Regions from separate parts of the Mus musculus genome. Here regions 1, 2, 4 and 5 are each linked to region 3. Evidence: chromatin contacts called from public Hi-C and HiChIP or PLAC-seq data. All regions are on one chromosome and are shown on one strand. The core of a region is the stretch at or near the end of the contact, and the rest is flanking DNA. Distances in the headings are between cores, read along the strand shown. Region 1 has its middle 19 kb from the start of Gm36520. Region 2 has its middle 72 kb from the start of Gm36520. Region 3 has its middle 22 kb from the start of Gm36603. Region 4 has its middle 94 kb from the start of Gm36520. Region 5 has its middle 35 kb from the start of Gm36520.

Region 1 (2,700 bases), core at 94-2,593, 250 kb before region 3:
TGATCATGCATTGGTGGTCATGAATTACTTTTGCTTTGAGCAGATCAAGCTAGAAGCTGGGCAGGATCTGGTGAAATGGAAAAGATGACTCTTTCGTTAAGCAGTGATGAGCACTTAATTGTGTGTTATGACTTACTAAAAGCAAGTAAGCATTATTTGAAATAAACTCAGAGGATGAGTACAGGCAGTGTGTTCCAATGGGACACGTATTGTGTGGCAAGAGCGGAGATATTCCGCAACATAGACGCAAAGAGTTTGGCCAGATTAATGCTGATTTCTTTTATAACAAACAAACTGACTCTTAAAGATACTTTACATATATTTATATCATATATCAAATATATATATATGCATACACAACACACAAAGTACAGGATAAAGAGAATCTAAGCAAGAAGACTATACAGCACAATGCTTAATTATCCATAGGAATACACATATATTTTTATTACCTTATTAGGATTTCAGGGGCACTGGGGTGTAGAAGACAGAATAGATAGGACAGTGACTGGCAAAGAATCAGCTCGACTACATGGTTATAGCCACCTATTGTTTCTGACTAGCCTGACACATTAAAATTGATTGATTGATTGATTGATTGATTGATTGATTGAGACAGGGTCTCACTATGTAGATCTGGCTGTCCTAGAACTCACTCTGTAGACCAGGCTGGCCTCAAACTCACAGAGATCCATCTGCCTCTGCCTGATGAGTGCTGGGATTAGAGATGTGTACCACTACAGCCAGCTTCCTGCATTAAACGTCGACATATTTAACGTCTGATGACTTTGCCTCAGCTTGTTTGCTTCTGTTACTCGCTAGGTCCCATGGAGCTAAGTTTCCCTACCTCGATTCTCTCCTTGTGTTTAGAGTTCAGCCTGCTTAAGTTTAAATGGACAAGATGGTGTTATCTCTCTTCTTGTCCAGATTTGCAGTAAAGACTGTAATTCCTTTGGAATCCTATTGTCTCCTCCTGATAGCTGTAGTAAGTTGAGTGTCTGGAGACCATCTGAAGTTTCACAGTGGTGGCAGGACCACACTTGTCCTCTGCTGCTTCAGAAAAAAAAAATGTAATCCTACACGTGACACTCCAGTGTGCTTTGAGAAGCCACTCGAAGCAAGATAAAGCCATGTCCTCAGAGCAGGGGCAACTTCAGCAGATGGGAGGGGTGCGGTAAGATGAAGTCCTTTGGAACAACCTTCTAGCAGGAAGCACCAGCCAACCTTCATTGCCTCTCTCAGTGCGGACGTGTTTTTCAAGCAGGCTGCTCCGTGGACTTCTGACCTTTCCCCATTCTCTCCCCCAGTCACACCCTTCCACCCTGCAGCCACTGAACAAGAGCATGCGATCAATTCAGGTGCACAAACTGTTCATGCGACAGTGCGAGGAATCTCAAAGTACAGACACCATAGAGATTACGTGAGTTACAAGCACAAAGCCTCCTATTACTAAATTAGCTTGGCACAGGTTTAAAGAGTTTAATTTTGCTCAACAAACATTAAACAGTCCCTTCCTCAAGCTCCCCGTTTCCCTCCCCCAACTCCAAGCCTTTGTATTCACTATCCTGTCTTTATTCTTACAAAGATTTTTGTTGGTCTTTCACCAAAAGTCCATTTTCATTTCCTGGAATAACGAAAGCATATGCCATCCGGCAGACACATCAGCCCACTGAGCCTGAAAGCACCTCCTTTGTGTGGAAGACCTCCTAATCCCTGGCATTACCTTCTGGGGGCATCTTATTGGTTAGGCTGTGGCAGGCTTATGCGACTCTGCTGAACTTTGTCACAGTCTTGGTCACCTTGGTTCTCTACAGATCACACTGTTTTTCATGTCCCATAGTCCCCTGAAAAGCCTCAGTGTGTGTGTGCATTTCTTTTTTATTAGCAGATGGCCCTCCCCCTGAATGCGTCATTAACTGTAGCCCAGAGCTCTGTTCTGCCAAGCATGGCCCAACAACACCGGGTCTTGTAGACAGTGACCTCCTCCTCTCTGTTCCTCCCACCAGGAGGATCCTGCGTCCCCTGAGTCTTATGAGGAAGGAAGAGTTAAAAGAGCTTTGCTACAGAGTTCATAGGCGAGGGGCATAAAAATTGTCTAATTCTAAAACATGAAATTGAAGGTACAAGAGAAAGTGAATAAACATGCTGTAATTATGTCAGGGGTCTGTGGGATTATACATATGACGTTTCAAGTTTCCTTCTTATTCTTTTTCCCGTAAATGTTCACATGCATCGCTTTATAATTAGGAAAAGTACTGTTTATGAAGTGAGATTAAAGTCAATTCTAGATCACCCAGTAATGGCATGGTGGGGAGGGCAGGTCTGGGGGTTGCTTCCTAGCCTGCTGTTCCTTAGGATTTTCATTCTTCTTATTAGTGTACTTATATTTCCCTTTATTTAGTGTTCACTGAATATCTATATACTTCTAATTCCCAGGCTTTTGTAGGGTTGGACTGGGGGTATGACCCTGTACATAAACAACAACCATCATGACCAAGTTGAAAACTTAGCAACCAGAGTACCTTTGTATTAGTGAGTGTTGACCAGAGAAAAGAACCAATAGGAAGAGACAGACAGACAGACAGACAGACATGCAGACAGACAGACAGATATGATATGGGCATAGCTGATATAAAGATATAGATATGAAGGTATAAGTTTCACTCTGAGTATAATGACCTGAGAGTCAAGATTGGGCTA
Region 2 (2,700 bases), core at 135-2,634, 160 kb before region 3:
ATGCACACACGCACGCACAAGCACACTCACATGAACACACACTTTGAAATAGTAAAACAACATCTTTTTAAAAAAATAATAGCAGTAAATAAAAAGGGGGAGGGTGTCTTGAAAAGTAGCCCACTCTACTCCAAAAAAAGAAAGCACCTTTAACAAGGCAGTGTGTGTCCAATATGAATAGAAAAATATGGTGGGTTTCCGGATCTATAGACTCAGGAGTTACAGGCTCAACTGTGCGCTGGCTTTGGATGTAGCAGGTATGTTCTCTACCTCAGGCTTGCTCTCCAGGAGAGAAAACAAAATAATCACACCTACTAATCTCTGAGTGGCAATTGGTGGATTTAACAGTGCCCTGAAAATGAGTCTTTTCTGTTTTACGAAGCACTTCATTCAAAGGCTCATTTGGCTAATTAAAAAAAAAAAAGCCATTTTTCACTTGTGTTTGAAGCTAGCCCATTATTCTTTTGCATTTGGTTCCATCCAGTTTCCCTGGAGCTGGGATTGCTTCTGAGGACGGATGGTCCGTGGCTGTTACTAGGAAAGGGAGAGCTCATGAATTCAGACCATCCTTGATGATGAAATGAACTGTAATCATGCCCGAGATCAAAGTGCTTAAGGAGCAGCAGCCCGTGAGTGGGCCATAGTGCTGTGGCCTGGCTCGCTGCAGAAGAGGATTAGGAAACGTCACTTAAGTCGCCAGAAAGGTTTCCACAGACTAGCATGCTATGCATTTAGTTGTTTATGAGATTCCTGAATGAAAGGCACTTTGGACTGACACATGAGTCTCCCTCAGAAGAAACAGTGCTAGCAGATATCCCCCACCGGGAGAGAAAAGGCTTTAAACTAGCGGCATTAGCAAAAGCGAAGCCATTCTTAACTCCTGGGCAGGGAGAAGACCACGGGATGAAAGATCCTGAGAGAAAGGGACGCAGAAGAAGCAGACAGGAGCGTGCCTCTGTCTTTCCCCTGTAGCTTCAGAAGCACAGATTCTCCTTCTAGGGAAAAGCAAATCTCTCTTTTTCTACATGGTGAACTTGACGCAAACCAGCCCCTGGATTGAGGCAGGAGCCCCTCCCTGCCGGGCCTCCTAGCAGCAAAGATGCGGGCCGGAATGGAAAGCAGATGCGGTTCAGAAGCGCTCCAGAGCTTTGCCCGTCTTGAAAAGATGTCAAGGAGTATTTGCGTCCCGTCTGTGGAAAAAGCAGAGACCGTCTCTTGAAGGATGAATGAAAAATGACTACAAAGAGTTAATTTGAAACCAATCAAGCCCCCAGGTTCATCTACTGCTGCAGAAATCCTTCTAGTTTAATGATGAATCATTTTCAAAGCAGCGCCGATCCTTTGGAGGGGAATTCCGCCTCTCGCAGCTGTACAGTCTGCCCTGAAGTGCTGTGCCTTCTCGCCCACCTGCTCTTTGCACAACAGCGTGGACTTCCCAGGACTGAGAGTGTGCCAAGCTGGCTGAGCCCTCACAAGGGCATCCTCAGCCTCCAAGCCCCCGAGTGCTGGGGGACACATATCCCAAACTCTTAGAGGCAGGCAGAGAGCAGCGTGGTAGAGCCACACAACCATGCTGCAAATGCCACAGAGTCCTGGCTTTTCAGAGAACCCGCTCGGATTCTCTGTGGTAGATCTGTTAACCTAACTGAAGCAATTGCCTTGAAAGTAATACTTGCTAAATGCACTTATTTAAAAAAAAAAACACTTGAAAACCCCTAAACAAAATTCCCATTTCATATTCTAAGTGCAATCTTTGACGCCACTGAAGACTTTGGTCTGCTTTAAGTGGGGGTGGTGCTAACAGGCTCTTGTTCTAAGCTGTGACTTTTAAAAGCTCTCTTAAACAAAAACAAACAAACAAACAAACAAAAAACAAGCAAAAAACAAACAAGAACAAAAACCCCATCTCCATTGAGTAGCTCATGGCTCTTGTTTCCTCTTTATCCAAATTCCACCCATCAGAATGTTTAGAAATTCAAACACATTTGGTTATCGACAAAGAATTTGGAGACTAATTTAATTGGAAAGAATTTGGAAAGCACCTTTAACAAGGCAGTGTGTGTCCATTTTTGCCGTTGAGAGTGTCCGTAGTTCCATCCCACTGGGAAGAGATTCTGAGACCTGGCCCTTGACAGTGAAATGCACCTCGTTCCCTCCTTTGACAAGCTCTCTTCCCGCTGGAGGCATCTGAGAGCCACTTATTTCCTTTAGTAGCAGAGGAACTTTGGACCGAATTACCTGTTTTCCTGGAATCTAATCATCTCTCCTGAACTGAATTTAGCTCAGTGCTCGAGACATAACTTTATCTCCATCCTCAACCCTCTCCCAGGTCTCCCCCAGCTCACCTCGAACCTCAAACTCAGGGATAAACAATGCATGTGGCTCTCTTAGCTGGTGACGCTGTTATGGATCCGTAATGACGACATAAGACAGGAAGCTGGATTTTATTGGGCCTAAGTGAATAAGATTTGACATTACCACCCCGAGCATCAGAATCTCACGTGCTTTCTCTCCACCAGTCTCTGCCTGGCTGTAAAGAAGACAAAGATCTCTGTTTACGCTGTGGCATCCTATAATTTAGAAAACTATAAAATGCAGCGCATGAGTGTTACTCAGACAGCACTGACGGATCATCGGGAAGAGCTGCCCTCAGCAGAGTATAAACGTGTACCTGTCTGGCAGCCAGCCAGCCAGCATGCC
Region 3 (2,700 bases), core at 9-2,508:
GCTCCATACTGACCGGCAGTGAAAGGCAGCTCTAGACTACATTTAAAACAGAAAGGCAAACAATAGAGGTTGGAGTGGTGGCTCAGCTATTAAGAAAGTTGCTACAGCCCCAGGGGATCCAATGCCCTTTTGTGTGTGTGTGTGTGTGTGTGTGTGTGCATACGCACAGAAAAATACACATACATACCCATAAATGCAAAAATGTATGTGTGTGAATATGTCTGTGCTCTATGTGTGTGTGTCTATGTGTGTGTGTTCCTTTGGGTGTCTGTGTGTGTCTGTGTGTATGTCTGTATATGCCTCTGTGTGTGTTCGTGTTATGTGTTTATAATTGGATATAAAACCTGTTTAGGGATACTTCCTGGGGAAAAAGATACAGAATGAGACTCAGTGAGAATTTGGTCTTATTTATACAGAGAAATGAACTTTAATTTCATTTGAAATGAAGAAACTAAACAACGTTAATTTTAAGGAACTCGATCAAAAGCTACCCAAACTCATTTCTGGGAGGAGAAAGACTTGAAAACAAATAGAGCCACCTGGGTCTGTAGGCCCTTAGCTGTGATCCTAGGCAGTCTCCGCCCGCCCGCTAGGAAAACATTGTGTTAAACCCCCAAAGCCTCCCAGCTCTGTTGTTAAGGTAATTGTGTTTACTGTTTTCCAAACAAAGTAATTTGGATCAGAAAAGTAAATGTGCTCTGTCTTCAGGTTCTTTGATGTCATCTTCGTCCTTGCTGGAGCGCGGGTGCTGACCCACAGCTCCATAGCCGGGCCGCCCTGGGCGGGACACACAGATTCTATAAGCATTACCATAGCTACGCCACTCCGCCTGGGATAATGATGTAAACCAAATAAGCTATAAGGAAAATCAAATTGGAAATGAAACGGTGGACCCTAGGAAACACAGGCTGTTTTTGCTGTTTCGTTTTTTCCTTTGAACGCGTGTGTGGCAATGGCTTGGAGCGTGGTGAAATTGCAGGACGATTTTTAGTGTGGGTGAAATCTTCCCCGAAAATAACATCTGATAGCGGCGAGAGGTACGTCTGAGACTTCGAGAGCCGGGCTCTGACCCTCTAAGCCTATCAGATGATTTCCCTCCCTCATGACCCCTGCTCAACCTCGTATCAGCTCTAAATGTGATTTGGGGGGTTTTAGGTTCCTAAGACTTGGAAACTGGTAACTGCTTAGTCATTCCGCCAGATCTCCAGGCAAAGGGCTGAGCCGCCGGCTGCATTAGTTGAACGTTCTGAGTCATCCTTCCGCGGCCCTCCAGAGAGTGGGTCACCTACCATCTCTGCTGCCCCCAAGCCACCCACAGTCATCCCTTTCTAGTGATGTCACCTAAAGCTAACTCCCTTCTACCAGCCCCCACCTCCCGTCCTTTCGAGCTTCTCTTTCCACCCTGTTTTTCCTTGTAATGATAAATTTGTATATGGAAATTATTTTAAGAAGAAAAGAAAATTAGAAAAAAAAAAAAAGGTTAAAAAGGAATTTGCTAAATTAGCCTTTGCTCATTTCATACCCAAAGCCTAAGCTTCCATAACGGTGTCTAAGTCCTTGGTGACTTTTTCTTTTTCTTTTCTTTTTCTTTTTTCTTTTTTTCCCTCTCCCATTACTGTGTGTACTTGCTATAAAAACATTCCTTTAGACTTTAGAAATTCTAAATAAAACAAGAACAAAAGAGTGCTCCTTCTTTTTAACTCCCCACCCAAATGTTACCATTGTAAATCAAGGTAGCCAAGTAAATTAACCGCTGGCATTTAAATGCTTGCTGTCCCAAATATTTATTCCTTCCCACTCCCCCAAATTTGTTTTATATAAAACAATGATCATAAAAACAATAAATATTCATTCTTTGTCTACTTAAATTTTTAGATCAAAGCACTGTGTGGCCCAAATCCTGAACAGGATTTGGCAACAGGAAGCCGTCCACTTCCCCACAGCAACCTGACCAAATTTGGTCTCCGTTTATCTCTACCCGCTGGCAGTGCGGACGTGCTGAGCGCCGCACGTGTGTGGGGCACACTTCACCCCTGGGGTGGCAGGAGAATTGGGATTGGAACACATGTGGTACCCAACAGACCTGAGTTTGAATCAAAGTGCTGTCACCGATGGTCACCTGCTCTTAGAAGCTACAATTCAGTTTAGTCTTGAGTATGAGAAAGAAGTGTCCACTTCAGGGGGGATTCAAGGATGGTGGGACGGCCTGGGCCTCTATAGGCATCAGGGGTGCTATCTGGGAGGTTTCTGGGATGTGGGGTCCCAGGTGCAAGTAAGAGGTCACAGGAAGGGCCGTACTTAGGGGTCATACCTAGACAATCTCCTCTTCTACATGGTCCATCCACCATGATCTTCTGGTTTACCATAGGTCCAGAATCAATGGAGCCAAAGAAGGTAGATGGGGGCCCCCTGAAACTGGGAGCAAAATAAACCATTTTTCCTTATAAGTGGTCTACTCTGACGCTCTGGTCTCACACACACACACACACACACACACACACACACACACAGAGAGAGAGAGAGAGAAAAGTAACCGAATCTTACGCACAAGACTCCCTGGTGTGTGTGTGTGTGTGTGTGTGTGTGTGTGTGTGTTTGCTTCCTTCAGCTAGAATGTGAACTTCTCCCAGGAAAACCCAGGTCTTACACTCTCTGTAGCTCTGTAGCCCTCAGGTGGTTCCACGCATGCTTCCAGTAAAC
Region 4 (2,700 bases), core at 176-2,675, 140 kb before region 3:
TGTGGCCCAATGCTACCAGCGTTAAGAGCATTCCTCATACAGATCAAAGGAAGACCCTCAGAATGATGTCTTTAAACTCAATACAAATATTGTCCCCCAAACAGGAGATCTGCAGAATACTAGACTTTGCATATATTAGAAGAATTTCTCAGGTCACAGCAAGACTAATCTTTAACATCACAAGATTCATTCATTCATTCATTCAATGTATTTGATATCTAAAAAGCAGCTTTATTTTTATGGCAGTCTGGAGCTCAGAGGAAAAGGAACATTGTGGCAGTAAGAGATGGGCTCTGTAGACATTCAAATCTCTGGTCACCGTAACCTTTTCAAGCCACACTTACTTCATAGAATCATTGTGGATTGATTGGCAGAGTCCTCAGATGAGAACACTGACAATCCAGGTTGACTGTAAAAGAGAACAATAATTTCAAGTGTGAAGGAAACGTTCCAGATTAAAAAAACAAAAAAAACAAAACAAAACAAACAAACAAAAACACAGTGTATGCTGTCTAGATCCTTATAAACATATTTCCTCTTCATGAAGACAACTGTCACACTTCCTTCCCTGAAGTGTATGCTGTTAAGCTTATTTACTTCCTGGTACTCAGAATAGGTTTTTCTCCAGCAGTCTGGGAAGGCAGCCGGGTGGGTGGGTGGCTTTGGGGCCCACACTGGACCAGCATCTGAGTCGCAACAAATCCCATATTGTCCAGACCCTAATGAAATTGCTTCTGGCGTCGCCAGGAAAGTGTTTACTCGCCTCTAAATTAACTCCATTGTCCATCCGAGAGAAGAAAGTAAGTCAGCTATCAAAAGGGAAAAAAACAAAAAACAGAAAACAAAAAATGAGGCAGGCACGGAGTTCTTGCTTACAGCAGTAGGTTTTATTGTTTTGTTGTTGTTATTTTGGTTTTAAAGGGTTGTTTTTCCACAAGTTCCTTTATGTCCTAAGACAAAGTCCCTTCTCGTGGCTCTCTGTCCCGTAATGACATTTCTCAGAACAGCCTTGGGCTCCTGGTCGCTGTCCCGTTGTGCGCCACCACCACCCCTCCCCACTTCATCCCCCATGGCTGCACGCAGAAACCTTTTCCTCAAGTGATGGACTCCTGTTTTGCAGCCAGTCAGCACCTGCTCTCAAAACCTGATCCCTCCCTGGTTTGTTTCAAGTGGAGCCAGGGGATCCGGACTTAATTAGCAGTGATATATCTCTCATACTGATCAGTTCCATCCAGCTTCCCCCTGGGGCCCCAGATTTGTCTCTATTTGGAATCCCCGTGCTTGCTGGGCGGCTGGTGTTTGCAGTTAGCTGGCAGCCGCTCGCTCGCTCGCTTGCTCGCTTGCTCGCTTGCTCGGAGAGCACGCCGGGTGGGAACACTCGCCGGGTGGCGGAGCAGGCAGCCTTTGGCGGGGCTGGGGAGGAGACAAGTCCTGGCGGCTTCCTTCAGCCCAGTGCCCACAGCCAAAGGCCAGGCTGGGAGACAGCCCCTCCTCAGACACCGGAAGAGACTCGGGGAGGCTGGGAATGGCTGGAGACGGTGGTCACCCTCACTCAAGGAAGCTCCGTGGCATGGCAGAGGCCTGGATGTCGCGAGTTTGCAAATGGCCTTTTGGGCTGCTGAGGAAGGATTTCTTTCTTTCTTTCTTTCTTTCTTTCTTTCTTTCTTTCTTTCTTTCTTTCTTTCTTTCTTTTTCAGGAGGGGAAACCGCCTCCTGCTCTGTACCATCTCGAGCCAAAATAACATGTTTTGGCAACCATTATTTGGCAATTAGGGCCTCAGCTCACTGAAAGCATTCTTCCATGCAAAATATGCCTTGGAAAGAAAACACTAAACCACATCTGAGTGAAAATATAGGAAGTCAACAAAGGGGTGACTGAGCAGGGAGAGTCAGCAGGAGCGCTTTGGAGGAGGGCGCAGTTGGCAACTAGACCTTTCCATTGCCCTGACTCCAACTCTACCCCAGTCTAGGCAAGGCTCGAAGACTTAGCATAACAGCATACTGCGTGCTGGGCTCCATTCCCTGGCCCCCCAAACAGCCTTCCCGGCAGGATCTAAAGAAAGGCAAAAGATAGGGTATGTCTGCAGGTCAGTTCACCCCACCCCCCAGCCACCCCCACCCTCCCAGCTACACACATATACAATCTGCAAGACTGAGCAGGGGACGGGAACAACGGGTACAGGGACCCTTCTAGGTACTGACTGACTCCTCTCTCATCCTAACACTGCTCCCTTTCAGCCAGTGTGAGAGCAGAGAGATTGCTCTTCCCACGGTCCCATGGAAACCGCATCCTTTGATAAAGAGAACCGCCAAGCAGGTTAACATCCATCAGGTACAACCGGACAGAAGCAAGGAGATTATGACTCAGGGCATGTTGCGTTTTCTGGTGTGTTCCAAGCATATGTGTTGCCATATGCTCTGGTCTACTGTCACACACAGTCTGCTGTGTTCATTCTTTACTGTCCTTGCTCAATTCCCCGATCTGTTGCCTGGTGAGAAACTGTAAAGATTGGGCTTTGAAGGCAGGAAGCAATACCCAATTACACCTTGCACACAATAATACGCCTCTACAGTGGGCCCGACAAAACCACATCCTCCACTCAGCTGTCACAGCGTAGGGCAGACACAGGGCCAAGACACCTGGACTCCCCTCCCTTGTAAACACAACTACCACCTGTAGGCTAGCTCCAGAAGAAATGT
Region 5 (2,700 bases), core at 37-2,536, 200 kb before region 3:
TTCAAATGACCCCAAACGACCCCATTCCCTCAAATACCAACTCTGTACCACCTCATTAACATAGAAAACAGGCATTCTGCTGGACACTCTATGAGGTGATACACAGCAGGGCCCACTGAGTGTTCCAGCTGTAAATTACACGCTACTGGTGCTGAAGGTGTGCACAGTCAAGTGCTAGGGGACAAGCATCCAGGATGGTACTGTGGATGAAGGACAAGAATGGATGCACGAGATACTGAGAAAATGGGATCTTCAAGCGCTCCAGTCCAATGTGAGAGGTGCTAGAAGTTATGGGGTGTGTTTTGCTTATTCACGGAAGATGGGCGTGCTGAAGACAGGGAAAGTTCTCATTTTTGATCGTTAATAAAAAAAATAAAATAAAAGCTATATTTTGGGTGTAGCTTCAACTGTGTCCATTCGGAGCACATGAGTGTCGCCACAGCAGAGTCCATGAGACTGCCCTTGAGGTGAAGAAACATCTGCAGCTTTGATGCTCTAAGCATAAAGCTTTGACACTGTTTTCCTGGAAGCCACTCCTTCCCACCTTTCAGTGTTATAATTCTCCACTTCTCCTATGCAGAGGACACACTGCCTCCCCCCACCCCCACCCGGAGAGCCAGGAAAGCTACCTGCACTCCTGTGCATTCACTTTGGAAATCTGTTTGATTCTTTTGCTTTGGAGCTGTAAGTACCCAAGTTGATCCCTCCCAAATCCACACAACAGGCAAATACTTTTCAAACTGAGACATCTACTCAGCCCTCTGCGGGACTTGAAGGGTGAGCTGAACTTCGTGGAGTCAGCACAGGGAGAGGGGCCCAACCTAAAGGAATTCCTTTTCAAATGACTTGATTTGAAATACCACATGGCCTAAATAAAACAAACGGGTGACTGAGCAGGCTCACTCTGTGTGTGTTCTTGCCTGTTCTTAACCTAGAAAACTCGAAGACAGGACCACTCTCATGCTGTGACTCAGAAGTGACAACCCCAGGTCAGCATTTCCACCCCACTCCCTGAGATTGCTGTCCTCTGAGTCAGGCGAGGAGTAGGGATCTGGAAGGAATGGTGCCCTCCTCCATTACTGCGACGGCAGTGACTTCTATGTATTTACTTGGCAGTATTTTTTTAATTACTTAAGGAATGCCTGTTTGTTTTCAAGAACAGCACTTGGACAGTGAAACAAAGCAGAAAAGAGAAATAAAAGTTACTTATAGTCACATCTCGGAGTATACCTGCGTGTAAATTTGTTTGTTCTCTAGTACACATTTATGTGTTAGCTGCAGCCTCTCTATGACTAATGCCACATGTCTCCTGTTCTTCCCAAGGCTGTGTTAGTTGTCACAGCTGAAGATCTAATGCTATTATATTATTATTAATAACCCACCAATTTCCTTCAAGTACTGGTGCTCCTCCAAGATTCCACTCAAGACACAGAATTATGTTAAATCAGTATGTCCCAGTGGTCTCCTCCTCCTCTTCCTCCTCCTCCTCTTCCTTCTCCTCTTCCTCTTCTTTTAATGAGATTTATTTATTTTATATATGTGAATACACTGTCGCTGTCTTCAGACACACCAGAAGAGGGCATCCAATTCCATTACAGATGATTGTGAGCCACCATGTGGTTGCTGGGAATTGAACTCAGGATCTCTGGAAGAGCAGTCAGTGTTCTTAACTGCTGAGCCATCTCTCTAGCCCCCTAATTCTCTTCTTGTATGTTCTAGTTTCTCACACTGTTCTTTCCTTTTCATAGACTTGACTTTTTTTTTTAAATCCTCAGACATTTTATGAGACGACCTTTCATTTGTTTGTCTGGTGTTTTGTTCACACCTCTCAAAATGGTTAGGCAGGATTAGCAATCATCAGGAGGAGGGCAGTTGAGGGAAAATCTTCGTTTCCTCACATACTGATAGACACGTGTGCCGTCATCCCAGCTTGCCAATGACGATGCAAGGGATGCTAGGTTCATCACCTGGGGGAAGTTGTGTTTGCTGGGCTTCTTTGCTGCAAACTTCCTTTTCCTATCTTTTTGTAACCTCCCCATTGGAAACAAGTCACCAAGCACAGCCAATTTGAAGTTTAAGGAGTCCTACCACCTCAAGGGATATGTCTACATAAGCTGGGACAAATATTTCAGTTTGGGGTCTATAGAGATAGTTTAGTTGGTTAAAAAGAAAACTACCTGTTGCACAAGCATGAGGATCTGCACTCCTTGGTTGGTCTCTTAACCTCTTCCTTGATTAAGAAAACCAATTTGCATGCATTAAAGTTCACTCTTTGTGCTTGGAAATTCTCCTGGTTTGACAACTGTGTGTAAAATCATGTTTCTCTCCTCACAGAGCCTTGCAGATTGGTTCTATAATCTTAAACAAAATCTCCTGGGTTTCCCACAACTAAATGCCACTTCATCCCTAAACTGTAGGTAGCCACTGATCTGTTTCCTGTTGGTAATGTGGACTTTTCCCTGGGAATCATGGGAATACATGCAGTGTTGAGCCTTTTGACCCCAGCTTCCTTCACTAACGCAATGCATCTGTGACTCGCTCACATCAGGGTGTGACGTCATAACAATTTTTTTCTAATCCTAAGTAGCATTCTGTTGCCTGGATACACAGTGGTCTACTCATCCTTTCACCTGCTGCTGGTTACTTACATCCATGCTAGGCCACTCACTAATAAAGCTGCTCCAAAGTTTAAGATGAAGG

What was found. HiChIP or PLAC-seq counts read pairs in DNA pulled down with a chosen protein or histone mark. Hi-C and Micro-C count contacts between places; a contact is called where the count stands out from the background.
Region 1: a contact with region 3 is called in an H3K4me3 HiChIP or PLAC-seq map of forebrain, with 5 times the contacts expected there. The contact joins two enhancer-like sites. A contact is called at or near these places in 2 of 484 Hi-C or Micro-C datasets (nephron progenitors and palatal mesenchyme) and 8 of 115 datasets of contacts at active chromatin or transcription factors (the NIH/3T3 cell line, craniofacial prominence, embryonic basal ganglia and 5 more).
Region 2: a Hi-C map of the N1E-115 cell line shows a contact between it and region 3, with 4 times the contacts expected there. The contact joins two enhancer-like sites. A contact is called at or near these places in 3 of 484 Hi-C or Micro-C datasets (CD8 T cells, the N1E-115 cell line and nephron progenitors) and 3 of 115 datasets of contacts at active chromatin or transcription factors (embryonic midbrain, forebrain and stem cell-derived neural progenitor cells).
Region 4: a Hi-C map of uterus shows a contact between it and region 3, with 5 times the contacts expected there. The contact joins two enhancer-like sites. A contact is called at or near these places in 4 of 484 Hi-C or Micro-C datasets (CD8 T cells, nephron progenitors and uterus) and 4 of 115 datasets of contacts at active chromatin or transcription factors (embryonic midbrain, forebrain, stem cell-derived neural progenitor cells and 1 more).
Region 5: a contact with region 3 is called in a CTCF HiChIP or PLAC-seq map of the NIH/3T3 cell line, with 7 read pairs. The contact joins two enhancer-like sites. A contact is called at or near these places in 5 of 39 promoter capture datasets (the HPC-7 cell line, frontonasal cranial neural crest, liver and 2 more), 3 of 15 datasets of contacts at CTCF or cohesin (CD8 T cells, the NIH/3T3 cell line and large pre-B cells), 14 of 484 Hi-C or Micro-C datasets (B cells, CD8 T cells, LSK cells and 10 more), 8 of 115 datasets of contacts at active chromatin or transcription factors (the 230-238 cell line, embryonic midbrain, embryonic stem cells and 2 more) and 1 of 9 other capture datasets (embryonic stem cells).

The regions. Positions count from the first base shown.
Region 1 is chr3:130,831,983-130,834,682 of GRCm38.p6, forward strand. No RefSeq gene overlaps it. Among named protein-coding and RNA genes, the nearest start is that of Gm36520, 19 kb to the right of the region's middle. Within about 2 kb of position 1,344, at least 20 of the 459 cell types and tissues checked have an H3K27ac peak or open chromatin away from gene starts, as enhancers often do. A contact at or near this core is called in forebrain, where this site is marked.
Region 2 is chr3:130,922,392-130,925,091 of GRCm38.p6, forward strand. No RefSeq gene overlaps it. Among named protein-coding and RNA genes, the nearest start is that of Gm36520, 72 kb to the left of the region's middle. Within about 2 kb of position 1,385, at least 27 of the 459 cell types and tissues checked have an H3K27ac peak or open chromatin away from gene starts, as enhancers often do. A contact at or near this core is called in the N1E-115 cell line, where this site is marked.
Region 3 is chr3:131,084,198-131,086,897 of GRCm38.p6, forward strand. No RefSeq gene overlaps it. Among named protein-coding and RNA genes, the nearest start is that of Gm36603, 22 kb to the right of the region's middle. Within about 2 kb of position 1,259, at least 120 of the 459 cell types and tissues checked have an H3K27ac peak or open chromatin away from gene starts, as enhancers often do. A contact at or near this core is called in CD8 T cells, the N1E-115 cell line, the NIH/3T3 cell line and 3 more, where this site is marked.
Region 4 is chr3:130,944,891-130,947,590 of GRCm38.p6, forward strand. No RefSeq gene overlaps it. Among named protein-coding and RNA genes, the nearest start is that of Gm36520, 94 kb to the left of the region's middle. Within about 2 kb of position 1,426, at least 180 of the 459 cell types and tissues checked have an H3K27ac peak or open chromatin away from gene starts, as enhancers often do. A contact at or near this core is called in CD8 T cells, forebrain, nephron progenitors and 1 more, where this site is marked.
Region 5 is chr3:130,885,200-130,887,899 of GRCm38.p6, forward strand. No RefSeq gene overlaps it. Among named protein-coding and RNA genes, the nearest start is that of Gm36520, 35 kb to the left of the region's middle. Within about 2 kb of position 1,287, at least 45 of the 459 cell types and tissues checked have an H3K27ac peak or open chromatin away from gene starts, as enhancers often do. A contact at or near this core is called in the NIH/3T3 cell line and uterus, where this site is marked.